Linked DNA regions of Mus musculus: regions 1, 2, 3 and 5 are each linked to region 4. The links are chromatin contacts, called in public HiChIP or PLAC-seq and promoter capture Hi-C maps. All regions are on one chromosome and are shown on one strand. Each heading gives the region's core, a stretch centred on a gene start, on an enhancer-like site or on the middle of the called end of the contact. The rest is flanking DNA. Distances are from core to core; before and after follow the strand shown. Region 1 overlaps Hdac9 (histone deacetylase 9). Region 2 overlaps Hdac9 (histone deacetylase 9). Region 3 has its middle 160 kb from the start of Gm23529. Region 4 holds the start of Twist1 (twist basic helix-loop-helix transcription factor 1). Region 5 overlaps Hdac9 (histone deacetylase 9).

Evidence for each region. Promoter capture Hi-C pulls out the DNA fragments that hold promoters and counts their contacts. HiChIP or PLAC-seq counts read pairs in DNA pulled down with a chosen protein or histone mark.
Region 1: a promoter capture Hi-C map of maxillary cranial neural crest shows a contact between it and region 4, with 6 times the contacts expected there. The contact joins the enhancer-like site here to the promoter of Twist1 in region 4. A contact is called at or near these places in 7 of 39 promoter capture datasets (the 3T3-L1 cell line, 3T3-L1-derived adipocytes, cranial neural crest and 4 more), 1 of 484 Hi-C or Micro-C datasets (cortical neurons), 4 of 115 datasets of contacts at active chromatin or transcription factors (craniofacial prominence, embryonic fibroblasts, embryonic limb bud and 1 more) and 1 of 9 other capture datasets (liver).
Region 2: a promoter capture Hi-C map of second pharyngeal arch cranial neural crest shows a contact between it and region 4, with 5 times the contacts expected there. The contact joins the enhancer-like site here to the promoter of Twist1 in region 4. A contact is called at or near these places in 5 of 39 promoter capture datasets (3T3-L1-derived adipocytes, cranial neural crest, frontonasal cranial neural crest and 2 more), 4 of 484 Hi-C or Micro-C datasets (adipose-derived mesenchymal stem cells, cranial neural crest and embryonic fibroblasts), 3 of 115 datasets of contacts at active chromatin or transcription factors (the NIH/3T3 cell line, craniofacial prominence and embryonic limb bud) and 1 of 9 other capture datasets (adipose tissue).
Region 3: a promoter capture Hi-C map of the 3T3-L1 cell line shows a contact between it and region 4, with 16 times the contacts expected there. The contact joins the enhancer-like site here to the promoter of Twist1 in region 4. A contact is called at or near these places in 12 of 39 promoter capture datasets (the 3T3-L1 cell line, HPC-7-derived erythroid cells, cranial neural crest and 8 more), 29 of 484 Hi-C or Micro-C datasets (the 3T3-L1 cell line, Sertoli cells, adipose-derived mesenchymal stem cells and 11 more), 8 of 115 datasets of contacts at active chromatin or transcription factors (the NIH/3T3 cell line, craniofacial prominence, embryonic forebrain and 5 more) and 2 of 9 other capture datasets (adipose tissue and embryonic stem cells).
Region 5: a contact with region 4 is called in an H3K4me3 HiChIP or PLAC-seq map of craniofacial prominence, with 5 times the contacts expected there. The contact joins the enhancer-like site here to the promoter of Twist1 in region 4. A contact is called at or near these places in 6 of 39 promoter capture datasets (the 3T3-L1 cell line, 3T3-L1-derived adipocytes, cranial neural crest and 3 more), 2 of 484 Hi-C or Micro-C datasets (both in embryonic fibroblasts), 3 of 115 datasets of contacts at active chromatin or transcription factors (craniofacial prominence, embryonic limb bud and stem cell-derived neural progenitor cells) and 1 of 9 other capture datasets (liver).

Annotation. Positions count from the first base shown.
Region 1 is chr12:34,382,458-34,385,157 of GRCm38.p6, forward strand. The region is part of intron 13 of Hdac9 (histone deacetylase 9); the gene reads right to left. Among named protein-coding and RNA genes, the nearest start is that of Gm51984, 170 kb to the left of the region's middle. Within about 2 kb of position 1,299, at least 4 of the 459 cell types and tissues checked have an H3K27ac peak or open chromatin away from gene starts, as enhancers often do.
Region 2 is chr12:34,268,878-34,271,577 of GRCm38.p6, forward strand. The region is part of intron 18 of Hdac9 (histone deacetylase 9); the gene reads right to left. Among named protein-coding and RNA genes, the nearest start is that of Gm51984, 55 kb to the left of the region's middle. Within about 2 kb of position 1,429, at least 20 of the 459 cell types and tissues checked have an H3K27ac peak or open chromatin away from gene starts, as enhancers often do. A contact at or near this core is called in craniofacial prominence, embryonic limb bud and second pharyngeal arch cranial neural crest, where this site is marked.
Region 3 is chr12:33,607,133-33,609,832 of GRCm38.p6, forward strand. No RefSeq gene overlaps it. Among named protein-coding and RNA genes, the nearest start is that of Gm23529, 160 kb to the left of the region's middle. Within about 2 kb of position 1,284, at least 10 of the 459 cell types and tissues checked have an H3K27ac peak or open chromatin away from gene starts, as enhancers often do.
Region 4 is chr12:33,956,381-33,959,111 of GRCm38.p6, forward strand. Twist1 (twist basic helix-loop-helix transcription factor 1) reads left to right here and starts at 1,291. Exons shown (of 2, transcript NM_011658.2): 1 at 1,291-2,258. The coding sequence starts at 1,598. The coding sequence ends at 2,218.
Region 5 is chr12:34,291,171-34,293,870 of GRCm38.p6, forward strand. All of the region lies in intron 16 of Hdac9 (histone deacetylase 9), which reads right to left. Among named protein-coding and RNA genes, the nearest start is that of Gm51984, 77 kb to the left of the region's middle. Within about 2 kb of position 1,386, at least 7 of the 459 cell types and tissues checked have an H3K27ac peak or open chromatin away from gene starts, as enhancers often do. A contact at or near this core is called in craniofacial prominence, where this site is marked.

The sequences.
Region 1 (2,700 bases), core at 49-2,548, 430 kb after region 4:
TTCCCTTTACCCTGTGCTCTGACCTCATAGTCCTATTAGGCTATTTTATTTTTCATTCAGTAAAAGTGCCTCTGAGGAGATTAAAAGTGCAGATTGAAAAATAAAGGTTGAGGCCCTCCCTTGAGCCTGCAGTGAGGAAAGCATCAGTGGAGAACTTATGAAGAGTAGACATTAATCCACTGGAAGGGTCATTTAGCTCCATTTCCAAACCCAAGATTTCATCATATCTAATAATAAAGCAACAAGCATTTTTCTGTATGTTAGAAACCATCAAGTTGTAATTACATATTGAAATGCTTTTATTCAAAATTTTGCATGGTGATGTCAGCTGGTTTTGTAGCATAAGTGTTTTTTTTTAAAGCACACTACATACCTATAAGGATCTATTTTTATTGGCCTAATTATGACAAAACAGAATCTATTTAAGAGAAAAGTCAAAGTTTCTTTTATAAACTTCAATTGGTAGATAAATAAGCGAGGGGGCTTTTTACTGTAATAAAAACTGCCTTCAATGTGTGCGAATTTTTTGAAGATACAACCCGTCTAATGGGCAAAATGTAATCCTAAATTGGTGATTAAAAGACTCTGCCTAGAAACAAGCTGTCAGCTGGCTCGAGAGAAATGAACCCTGACAAGAGTAATGCCTACTTTCCTAAATGAAAGCGCTGTTCAAGTTCTGCTCATCAGGTTTTTAAGACTTAAAACAAGGCATTTTCCATCCACCCAGAGAGGAGATGCCAGCATTTGCATTTCTGTAGAACAGGATGAAGTCAGTCAACTTTCAGCCTTGGGCTTGTGCAGAACTCCTGTAAGAAGAAAGTCTGTCCAACATAAAACATGATCATGTGGCAGCATGCATTCAAGAAGGAAGCACAATGTGACCCAGCTGCAGCTGAACTTGGCACCACACACATGTATTATGAGCCGTCTGCAAGCCGTGCTCCAACAAGACACCCTCGAGTCCCACCACCAAGGCCATATATGAGGACTGGCAAGCGTGTGAGTACCTGAATGGAAGGCAATGTGCAGGAGGCTAGACACAGTGTGGGGAAATAAGGTTTCTTCATCCTGGCAAATCTACAGCAACACAAAATATCACAGGGTAACCTTGCTTTTGAAAATATTTGTCTGTTTTGCTCTGAAATGTGAGATCTGTAGCTTTGTGATATAAAACCATCTGCTTAGTGACAGGAACCCGACTAAGATCACTCACACAACAGTGGAGAACTGACTCTAGTTCTGTGGACAGGAAGCAATGACAACTTGCTCAACTCAATGAAATTGTTGGAAAATTAATATTCTTGGTGGTTGTTGAAAGGATAATGCATAGAAAGACGCTGGCATGGAGAGTTTGGCTCATACTAGACACTGTATGTAAAAGAGAGCTGGTCTATTTACATATTAAGCTTATTAAGCTAGGGGAACAGACAATGGGGAGATGCACACCACAGAAAAGAAAGCAGAAGTTATCCCAGGAATGATAGATTCAAAACCCAGGTCTGAGATGGGTACAGGCCTTAAATTATGCTTCAAATTTTAATCTCATAAGTAATCAGAGACAGTATTATGCTTGTTATAATAAACCTAATATGAAGAACAGATTTGCTTATGAATATGAGCTATGGTTTCATAAACTGATATTTTAAGATATAGATGTCTATAGGATTGGTGATCTTCAAAATAGTTTTGGTAAAATGCATGCTGTTTCCAATAGTGCAAACAGTAATCCTATATTAACACTCAATTCAGGAAGGAAATACACACATGTCACATTTGCATGTGACCACTAAGATGAAAGAATGTACTCTCCGGTTGCTGAGGATAACTAGGGACAGGCAATGGTCATAAAACATTAGGGAACATGGGGGATATGTAACACTGATTAATACAATTACAATAAAAGGAATGAATGGAACATATGCTACTTGAATTGAGGGTCACAGTCTCTCCCAAAATGCTAAGGAAATTCCTTGTTCAGCTTTTAGAGTTGAACACAATCATATTTTGCCTTACTTGTCAAAAGAGAACATCTACCTGCTTTAATAAAGCAACACAGAACATCTGTTTGGCCTTCAATTTATTGGTCTTGTCTTGGACATATCTTTATTATGATAAAATAGTACTCATGTCAAAATGCCTAAGTATCATGGTAATAAATAAATAATAAATGCTTATATCTAGGCTGAACCTTGACATACATAAGATATCATCTCTTGAATTATATTTGTTTTTAAAAATGTGTTGGCTGATATCCAGCCAAAAGGAATGAGTAAGACATTTATCATAGAGCCAGAAAAAAGAAAAAAAAAAGAAAAAGAAAAAAGTGAAAGAACAGTAAAAAAAGAAAGAAAGAAAGAAAAGGTTCTAGACACAAAATAATCAAAGGAGGTAACTAATCAAATCTCAAATGTTATTTCCTTTAAAAAGTTCAATTTCCATCCTCTCAGCCTTTGTTCTGATGTTCAGTACAAAGTATTACTATGTGAGTCGCCCTCTCTTCCTCCTTGGAAGACACTGGATGAGGAAGATTGGCTTTAAGGAAGTGTCTACCCAAAGTGAGAATTCAGTGGTGGTCTGCTTAGTATAATGGGAAAGGCATGTGAGTTCAAATATATATTAAACTTCAGATGACATAGATTTCATGGGATGAATATTTAAAAGGCAAATGTTAGAGAATATATGATAATTTTCAGTTAAATC
Region 2 (2,700 bases), core at 179-2,678, 310 kb after region 4:
GGGGGTGTGCCCAAGATTTCAGCTTCTACCTCAGGCAGCCACTAGAGTTGAATAGGAGAAAAAAACAACTAAGGTTTATATTCTTTTCTTATTCTGTCTACCATATCCTTAGTGACTAGAAAGGATTATCTTCTATAAAATTATTGCTGCATAACAGACAGGAACTACAACGTGAATACATATATGTCTGTCAGGATGTAATGACTTGAGAAACCTGAATTTCACAGAGAAAGAACATTCTTTCCAAACTGAACTAATAAAGAATCTTATTTTAGGAAAACACACACAAAACCAAGCAATGCATGTGGAATTGAAGCATTTATATTTTAAGTTAGCCCTAAGATGGCTACTTTACCAAAGCATGTAAGTGAGAATGGCTCCTAACTCTGTGTCTGTCTAACGGCATTTGATGAATTTGTATCTAGAGATTTTCAGACCCCCCCCCCAGGACTTGAAATTATCAGCTTCAAATATACTTTTTAAAGAGATAATTGCAGGGAATCCTCCTATTCCTGTCTAGTGCTATCACCCCTAAGAGCATCATTCACCTAGAGTAAGCAGAGCTTAGGGACTATATTGACACAAATGACATGCACCTCAGGGACCAACCCTCCCACTCTCAAGTCACTCAAACATCCGGCAAGTTCACTCAATGGTCGAAGCTCCAAGGAAAACCGAGATGATACCACTCCCATCATAATGTTGTCGTTAGCTTTAAATTCATCAGAGCAGGAAGCATGTTCAGAAAGTGCAATACAGTGCAGGAGCCCTAAGTACTCAGTAAACGCTAACACACACACACACACACACACACACACACACACACACACACACACACAAAGCTTTGGGTTTGGGGGTCTGACATTACTTTCTACTTAGCAGCACATCAAAGGACAAGAGTCATCTGCGATGACGCTGGAAGCCAGAAACGACCTCCAATCAGAAAGCTCCATGTTTAAGCAACATATGGATCTAGTTCGGCTGGAGTTTCCTGAATGAATGTGGGCCTCTGCAGGCTTTCCAAGCACACTGAACAGCGCTCCATCACTGGCCCTGGAAACAAAGCTAATGGCCTGCAAAGCCGCACGTGATAGAGATTAAGCTACCTGTCCTGAGTGGATGTGATGGTATTTAAACCGGAGAGGGAATGACTTAGAGGAAAGGAATTTAGGCACCGTCTCCTTTGTAGAATCTAAATGTGGCCTGTTGATTTCTTTTGGAAATATTTCCGGAGTTAAATATAATACTACTGTGCCCGTTAACAAAAAGGGTTTCCTGTGAGGTGGGCATAAATAATGTGGTACACGATTGCTGCTTCGACACCTTGAACATTTCATCCTGCAACCCGGGTAATGGAACTCCTCTCCTGGCGCTAAGCAGTTCAGAGAGCTTTGCTGTTCTGCCTTGCTGCTAGGGCCATGGGCATGTCTGAATAATTGAGTTTAAGCTTAAATAATGATCAGATGCCCTTTGAAACCCACTGACAGACACCAGACTCAACAAAGAAGCAGAGGTTTTTCATCACAGAAAAGACTTGGGAGGCATGTTATAGAACAGCTAGCTGCAAATGAAATTAAGCATCTTTTAAATCTTTGAATTCTCTCAGGTAGAGTGACTCTTTTAAAACAGTTATCTACTGTGAGTCAAATATATCTGCACAGAGCATTTTGGTTTGGTGACGTAGAAAGTAAATCTATATTTTTAGGTTGTTAGAGTAATTCTACTTGATTAAATATTTAAATACTCTTTTTAAACTTTTGAATAGCTTATTCTGTCTTAAGCTCTATATGTTGAGTGAACTGGCAGCTACAAATCAAATTCATTCTTTCTTTTTTTTTCCTTCCTTTTTAGTTAAAATTATTACTTTGTTTCATTTAATGGATATTTGAGAAGCTTAATATTTTTCTATTCTGAACTCTTCACTCTTAGGGTTAGATTCAGAAACACTAATAGTTTTGTTTCTGGCCATGGAGACAGAAGGGGGGGGGAGTAGAAAGGTCACAGAAAGGAAAATCTAATTTATTGGCAGTTCCAGTGGAGGATAATAAAGTCAAATGTGTCATCCTATAAATAGCTTTGGGCAGCATCTCACAAGTCAGTGGTAATGCTGGTGTGCCTCCTCAGGGCTACACTTTACCCATTTTAACACTGCACGGTGCATGACTAATTGCTGTTGCAAGAGAAGGATCTGAGCTTTAAAGAGATTAGGCAACTTGAACATAAACAGTTAATAAAAGACCTGTGATATTTCCTAAGTCTGACCTGGTCATCATATTGTTGGAATAGTGTCATCCTCTCTGACAATAACCTCCCTAATGTGTCTGTATTTGGAGACAAGGTCTTTGAAAAGTTCCATAAGGTGGGATCCATTATAAGGGTGTATTGCAAGATGACTGACTTTTTTTTTAAAGGAAAAAAGATACTAGACCAGACACATATGAACAATCAGATGGGCAAAGAAGGCACAAGAATACTGCTACCTGAAACACAAAGCAAGAACCTTCGGGAAAAACTAGACCTGCCAACACTCTCATCTTGAATTTCCCACACTATGAACAGATAACTTTCTTTTTAAGCCACTAGTCTCTATTATTTTGTTATGGCAACTTTAGCTAGACTAACAGAAAGGTGAACTTTACACATACTTTATGCCTGTTTGTCCTGTAACATCCTTATTAGTAATATACTATGACACTTTTT
Region 3 (2,700 bases), core at 34-2,533, 350 kb before region 4:
AGGAAGACTCTAGCCACTGTTAGGGTCATGATTCGCTGCAGAGGGATCCTGGATCATTTAAGAATGGAGAAAGTGGCCTGAGTCCTAGTATTGAGGCGTAAATTCCTTGCTGTTCCCTCAAACTTCTTTCTATTGTGATGTGCCTGCCTGGATGGGTTATAACCTGAAGTTGTAAGCCAAACCCTTTCCCATTTAAATTGTGTTTGCCCGGTTATTTCAGTACAGTCAACAGGGAGAAAAAAAGAAATAAAAACAAAACTGTGTAAGATTTTACATATAAAAACATAATGGAATATAAGAAAAAAAAGTATATTCCTGGGTAAATTAGCAGTGCATGTCAGTTTCAGAGAAGTGTGGGGAACACACATTTTGCTTTGTGTGTATGTAAGCTGTAGAACAACTTTCACACATATGTTCTCTCCTTCTACTATGTGTGTCCAAGGGCTAAAACTACAGACCTCAAGCTGGCCCATTATTTTTTAACTTTCCCTTTTTGGATGAACACACAACAATTAATATGAATTAAGTGTGAAATGCAATCTTTGGGTCTTAGTTTTCCCAGTATTGTTAAAGATGATAGAGTTTCATCCCAAATCATTAGATAAACTCTTAGTTTAGTGCTTTAAATGATAATTCCCACTATCACCGGGAATTATCCACACACACCACCATTATCTCCCTCATCATGTCTTCCTCTACATTGGTCTAAAAATTTAAAAAACCCCTTATCCAAACAATAGACATTCAGTAACACTACATAAATCTTATTGCTAATATTCAAAGCATTTTTTCAAGGTTATATAAACATTAGCCTATATTGGAGAAACGGGGGTTTTGTTTTGATTATCATGATGTTCATTACCAAGTAAGACAGCTAGAGGGAGCGCTCCAGCATTCCATGCAATTCTTTAAAAAGAAAAATCTATATGCTTCACAAAACTTTAAAAAAAAATCAGTGTTTCTATCTCCCCCCTTTTCCTCTAAAATAGGGAGATAACACAAGTGTACATGAATGTGGAATTCTTGACTTAAAGGGTTGGTTATTATTTTGCTTTTATTCCCTTGCCCAAGTGGAACAGATAAAAATCAAACCAAGTTAAATTTAACATTTCCAAAAGAAAAGAGCCAAGTGTGGATGTGGCCAGCACCTCTGCTTGACTCTTTAAAACTTGCCGGGCAGTCTCTGGGAGTTTACTGCCTTGCTATGGGGAGCACACAGGTTTGCTTAGTAAAATGGAAACTGGAAGGGGATCAGATCGCTTAGAAGAACACAGGGCTCTCATGTGACCAGAGGACCCATGAAACTTTGCAGAGCTCTGCCAGACACATGATGTCTTTGGCCAGAGCAGCAGGACCTTGGTGACTCCACCTGCAACGCTCTTTCTTTCTTTCTTTCTTTTTTTTTTTTTCCTGACTGCTGTGTGGGAAAAAGAGAGGCACATGTGAGGGAGATGCGTATGAAATGCGATGGGGAAGGAAAAAAGCTTATTCCTGTACCAATTGGTTTGCTTACTTTTGCCTTTTCTGTTTCAGACCACCGGCTGTCTGGAATTAATATACTTAGGGCCAAATCCACTTCAACTCAGCCACAGTTCTGGCAAACTGGGCTTTTCACTCTGTGGTTTGGTGTGCCTTTGGCCTTCTTTGTCTGCTGGTCAGGTAGTTACTTCTCTCTCACCATGAAATTGGCGGGCAAGGCTCCTAAAGCTTCCCTCAAGTCTTTCCATAGCAAAGAAATCGAAGCATTAATATTTGTTTAAAACTCAGAGTCCTTGAGACTGGAAAAAATGTGTGGAGATTACAAGTCCCTACCCCAGTGCACGTTCCAGAGAATGACAGCTTGGAACACTGGCCAGAGGAGGGCTTCAATTTAATCCCAAAGAGCCACTGGTTTGTGAATCCCATCCCTGCTATGAACTTTCAACTGTGAGTCTACAGGTCTTGACCACACACTGGGTCGTCTGTAAACCTGAGGCAGCCTCCGAGGGTGTGGTTCACTCCTTGCAGACTTCAGTGTCCGGGTTAGAAAAACAAAAAGCAGCTTTCTCAGAACGCTCAGTTATTTTAAAATTTACTTCTGCTTGATGTTAAATTGGCAATATTTTTATTATTTTTTCATGCTGCATATTGCCAACACCAGCCAGAACACTCACATGTAGTAAAGGTACATTTTATTTATAGCAAAAAGAAAACAGATTTAAAGAAAAAAAAAATCAACCTCAGGGCAGGGGTTAGGGGAACCTACCACTTCTACATTATTCTGAGCATCTCAACCCAAAGAAGCAAGCCCACTGGCTTCCACGATGTGACTGTTGGATGACTGGAATCCATGAAGGTAGGCGTTCCTTGTGGTCTTGGGGAGAACCCAACACGCAAGTCAGACACACACAACCACATCGTTTTATAAATGTATTTTATACTGAAGATTTGAAGCCTCCACTGTGAAGCCCTTAGATGAGCCTTTAAAAGATGTGACCACAGCAAAGCTACAGCACCAGAGACAACAGAAAGGAATACACTTGGGCAGGTGACCTTCAGGGCCTCCTGCCCTTCCTAACTGCCCTGGAAAACCTTGCCAGAGTTCCCAGAGAGGTGAGACGAGCAGCTTCCTCAGGCCTCTTACAGTTACATGAACAGAGATATTGTAGTTTCCCTCTAAGAACCCTTCCCTTGGTACAGTAGTTTGCAGGGCCACAGGGC
Region 4 (2,731 bases), core at 41-2,540:
TTAAAAAACAGAAATAAATAAATAAAACATATTTAAAAAATGTAAAGAGCCCTGCAATCACTGGCTTCCATAGCCACTCTCCTTCTTGCTCATTAACCTCTCTGCTTCCACTTTTCCAGAATCCTTTTTGGGGTTTCAAGGTATTTGGTAAAAAAAAAAAAAAAAAAAAAAACAAAACAAAAAAAAAAAAACAAAAAAAACCGCTTGCAATCAACCAACATGGCTGAGTGCATTTGAGGCACCGGGAGCATAACTACTCACAAGATCTCCTAGGAAGACGAGAATATTGATCCCCCACCTTAAATGTATGGACTACCCAAGGTTAGCATGCAGGGCTTAATTTGGAGTTAGCGGACATGAAATGTTCTCAAGGTTCTCCTCCACCTAGGGCTGGCAGCGTGGAGCACCAAGGCTGCTCTATCTTTCCCTAGCTTTGCTCCCTTCAAAAGAACAAGGCTTTTCTCTGTAAAAGAATGAACTCCAGCCTAGGTCCAGCACCTTTGGAAGCACAGTCCTCTGAGAGCAGGGAAACTTTAGATTGGGTCACCGTAGCAGGAAAGGAGAGCCCAGACGTTTCTCCGGGAGGGGTGACACGGCAGGCCAGGGCGCAGATCCATAGCGCCCACGATGTGGCCACGTCTTGAGAACCGCCCTCGACCACAGGGCCAGGCAGCCGCGGGGAATCCCTTGGGACTAGAGGTTTCCGACTAGAGGTTTCCTCTACCTGACCGTTAGATGGACTCGGTTGTTGAAACTTTTCTTGCCTCGCAGCCCGGGCCCGAGCCACCCCCAAAGGGCCCGGAGAACTCCGAGGGATCCCAGGCGGGATGGGACATCACCCAGAGCGTCGAAGCCGCTTGCCACTACTGCTGTCACAGCCACTTGGGGAGGGGGAGACTGCAACAGCGACCCAGACAGTCCCCTGTTTGCGGTGCTGTGCTCGGGTGCGGGGGCGCTGGGCGCGCTCTGGCGCGGAAGGAAATCGCCCCGCGTCCTCCCCGAAGCGGAGGGGGAGAGCTGGGGGGGGGAGAGGGAGGGGAGAGGCGGGCGCAGGGGCTGGCCGCTCGGGCCAGGTCGGTTTTGAATGGTTCGCAGGACGAATTGTTAGACCCCGAGCAAGGGGGGAGGGGGCGAGGGAGGGGGGCTGGAAAGAGGAAACTTTCCTATAAAACTTCGAAAAGTCCCTCCTCCCCACGTCAGGCCAATGACACCGCTGCCCCCAAACTTTCCGCCCGCACGGAGGTATAAGAGCCGCCAAGTCCACAGCCCGCGCCCAACTCTCAGACACCTCGCGGGCTCGCCAGCACCGGCACCGGCTGCGCCAGGCCGGAACGGGGCGCGCTTGCGGCCGTCGGGCGCCTTCTTTTTGGACCTCGGGGCCCTCCACACCGTCCCCTCCCCCGCCCGCCTCCCTCCCCGCCTCCAGCGCCCTCCCCGCGGAGGTCCCCCCACCCCCATCCCGCCTCCCTGCGTCCTCCGGGCCGCACCGCCCGGGCCGGCGCCGAGCGCGGGGAAGCTGGCGGGCTAGGGCGCCCCGCTCCTCTGCTCTACCCTCCCCCGTCCCGGCTCCGCGAGGCCGCACGTCGCCGCCCGCGAGATGATGCAGGACGTGTCCAGCTCGCCAGTCTCTCCGGCCGACGACAGCCTGAGCAACAGCGAGGAGGAGCCGGACCGGCAGCAGCCGGCGAGCGGCAAGCGCGGGGCTCGCAAGAGACGCAGCAGTCGGCGCAGCGCGGGCGGCAGCGCGGGGCCCGGCGGGGCCACGGGCGGGGGCATCGGAGGCGGCGACGAGCCAGGCAGCCCGGCCCAGGGCAAGCGCGGCAAGAAATCTGCGGGCGGAGGCGGCGGCGGCGGCGCGGGCGGAGGTGGTGGCGGCGGCGGCGGCAGCAGCAGCGGGGGCGGGAGCCCGCAGTCGTACGAGGAGCTGCAGACCCAGCGGGTCATGGCTAACGTGCGGGAGCGCCAGCGCACGCAGTCGCTGAACGAGGCGTTCGCCGCCCTGCGCAAGATCATCCCCACGCTGCCCTCGGACAAGCTGAGCAAGATTCAGACCCTCAAACTGGCGGCCAGGTACATCGACTTCCTGTACCAGGTCCTGCAGAGCGACGAGCTGGACTCCAAGATGGCAAGCTGCAGCTATGTGGCCCACGAGCGGCTCAGCTACGCCTTCTCCGTCTGGAGGATGGAGGGGGCCTGGTCCATGTCCGCGTCCCACTAGCAGCGGAGCTCCCCACCCCCTCTGCAGGCCGGAGACCTAGGTAAGGACCGGCTCCAGGGATCGATCGGGCCAGGCCGCGGGTCCCCTGTTCACCTCGCCACCGTGCTGGGTATCCCCCCCCCATCCCCCTCCACTCTCCTCGCTGCCCTCCACCTAGCCAGGCACCGCCACCTCATTCCACCCGCATCCCTGGCAAGCAGTTCAGTCCCCACAGGGGAAACAGGTCCTAGGGTCGGGGAGAACCAGTGTGCCCAGGAGAGGTGTATGTGTGTGTGCGCGTGCGGGGGTGTGCATGACAGAAGATTGAGAAAGTCAAGCATAGGGGCCTTGTGCCCAAAACGCCATCCCCCAAACCCCTTTCTTTCTTCTTTAAAATTCCCTTCTTAAAACAACTGTTTCCAAATTCCACCCCCTCCTTTCCGCCCACCCACTTCCTCTTGCCCTTGGGCTGAAATCCTTCCAGGTTGTTCAGCGAAAATTCTCGCTGGTAGTGATAACAGGGCTTAGCGGTCA
Region 5 (2,700 bases), core at 136-2,635, 330 kb after region 4:
TTATAAGTTTTAATCTTGATAACTCATTTGGCAAAAATGTTGGATTGATCTATCCTCTCCCTCCCTTCCTCCATCCTTCCCTCCCTTCCCTTTCTCCCTTTCTCCCTCTCTCCCCCTCGCCCCCCCCCCCTCTGAAAACTAATTGTACTTGATATAAAGAACCATTATTTTTGTATTGTTTCTTTGTTTTGTTATTGAAGATAGGATCTCAGTCCGGCCCCTAAAGTCACCATTTGTCTGACTCAGCTTCATGAGTTCTGGGAATACAGGGATACTCTACCACACCATACAGGAAGAGCTGATTTCTTGACAATCCCCTTTGCTTCTCCAGCTGCTAGAGAGAGAAGCCAGCCTATGACAAATGTCTCATCTCTACAAGATCCTGGAGAAAGATTATTTTGATTTGTGTCTCAATGTGGGAACTGAGTAGACAGCTGAGCTAAGAGTTCCTCAGAAGCAACTATATTCTTTCTTAACAAGGTTGGTGTTCACCCCCCTCTTATCATACCTTACCTCAGTCACATTCAACTTTCCTCTAATACTGATCTCAAATACTTCTCTCTCATTGGAATTTAGTCTTTCACTTGTTTAGGTTTAAGTAGATATTTTTATCTTGCCTCCTCTTTTTCTGCTTCTCATGTGCCCTTTATTCCTCATTCCTCTCCCTAGATGCTCCCATGAGTCAAAGGTCAAAAGCATAATGAGTCACAAAATGGAACAAAGTGTCCTGTTCAACTTAATTTAGGGAGATGGTGAGTTCCATTCTCAGAGATGATTGGTCTGAAGAATGGCTATGTGAACTCATGTCTGATATACAGACCCAAAGGAGTTTTAAAAATTCTGAGCATATTGGGACATTTAATGCCTCCTCCATGGTATGTAAACAAAGGCCTTGGATCTTTGCCTATATAGGCTAAGGAATGAGTGCTTAAAGCTCTTCTTTTGTCTTCCTAATAGGAAACACTGTGAGGTGGTCTTGTGTTCATTGTTCCTTTGCCCTTCTTTGTGTCTTGCTTTCAATCACTGTCCACTGAAACTCAGAAAGGAGCTAGGAGCTGATGTTTAATGAGTATCTACTCTATGATTATGATCAGATTCAACACAGATCCAAGGCAGTGTCTATTCAAATTGGAAGTTTGACTGAAGTCATGTAAAATTACCATATCATTGAGTCTTACAACGCACCATGGTTCTTTCCTAAAGAAACAGTCTTTCTGAAATAAAGCCCCTTAATGCAACATGATTATAGAAAGAATGTTCCGAACATGATCTACAAAGTCATACTGTGACAGGATAAAACGCGGCCTGCCCACACCCACCCACACACGGAGTGCACACACGGTATAGATTTTTTTTTTCTGCCAAGGAGCAGAGAAAAAAGGAAACAGTTCTATTCCTTCCTCTCCTGTGTTCAAAGCCTGGATGGAGGCCAGTGTCCTAATCAGTTCTCATTGGCCCTGGAGGAATCAGAACCTTTTGTAAAATATAATAAAGGGCATAAAATCATGATAAAATGCATGAAAAAGCAGTGCCTTTGGTTAGGGAACGAGGAATAATTTGGCAGAACAGATGGATTGCATTGGTCTGGTATTATTGAGGACATGAAAGGGCTCATTCTGTGGCGGTTCCAAACGAAGAGAAAATGTCCAGCTTCAAGTTGACAAGTCGAAGTACCTGCCTCCTGGGTTGGGGGAGGGGACTCCATTTTCTTTAATCATTTTCAAAGTAGTGACATGTTAGGCAAAATTATCTACTGAAAGGTCTCAATTTCTAAGATTTCCTCCATTATTTGTAAGTAGAAGGATGTGTTTATGTGCTCTCCAGCCCCCTGCCCCCAATCCACAGAGCAAACAGTCATTATTTGTGGAAATATACATAATTTATTAATATCAAAGTTGCCTTCTGCAGCATCCAAAATATTTAATGGCTAGAGCATAAGTCCATTTTTTTTTTTTTTTTTTTTTTTTTTTTTTTTTTTTTTTTGGTTTTTCCAGACAGGGTTTCTCTGTGTAGCCCTGGCTATCCTGGAACTCACTTTGTAGACCAGGCTGGCCTCGAACTCAGAAATCCACCTGCCTCTGCCTCCCAAGTGCTGGGATTGAAGGCGCGCGCCACCACCGCCCGGCCCATTGATTATTCTTGATACACAATTCTCTCTGAATACAAAAAGGAAAGTGGTTTTGTTACTTGTGCACAAGCATACCTATTGTAGAGTTACTGGGCTGCAATCAATTTTTTAACCATTACGTTAAAATGAGTGTTGTTTTAAGCCCTTCACCTACTTAGCCCCTTTCATACAGCTTTCCTGCCTCACCTGTTTCCCTCAGAATTTTGCTTAAGATGAGGCGTGAGGTAAGAAAGCAATTCAGCAGGCAGCCTTGCAGGGTTTTTCTTCTTTCTACTGGTCACATGGAAACAAATTGGAATTCATTTGGAAATCATTTGGGAGTCCTGAATTCCAGCCCTCACTCTCCCATGTCATGACAATAGTTACCCATGAGACATCTCCACAGGCTTTTGCTTCCTCAGGTACAAAAATACAGGTGTGAGCAGACTATTTTGAAGTTTGCACTCAGCCTTAAATGATAAGATTTTGGGCAAAACTAATAAAGCTTATGTATATAAAACTTAAAAACACATTTCACTGTTGTTTATGAATTTGCTTTAGGGAAGAAAATGCAACTTCAATGATTGTTACGG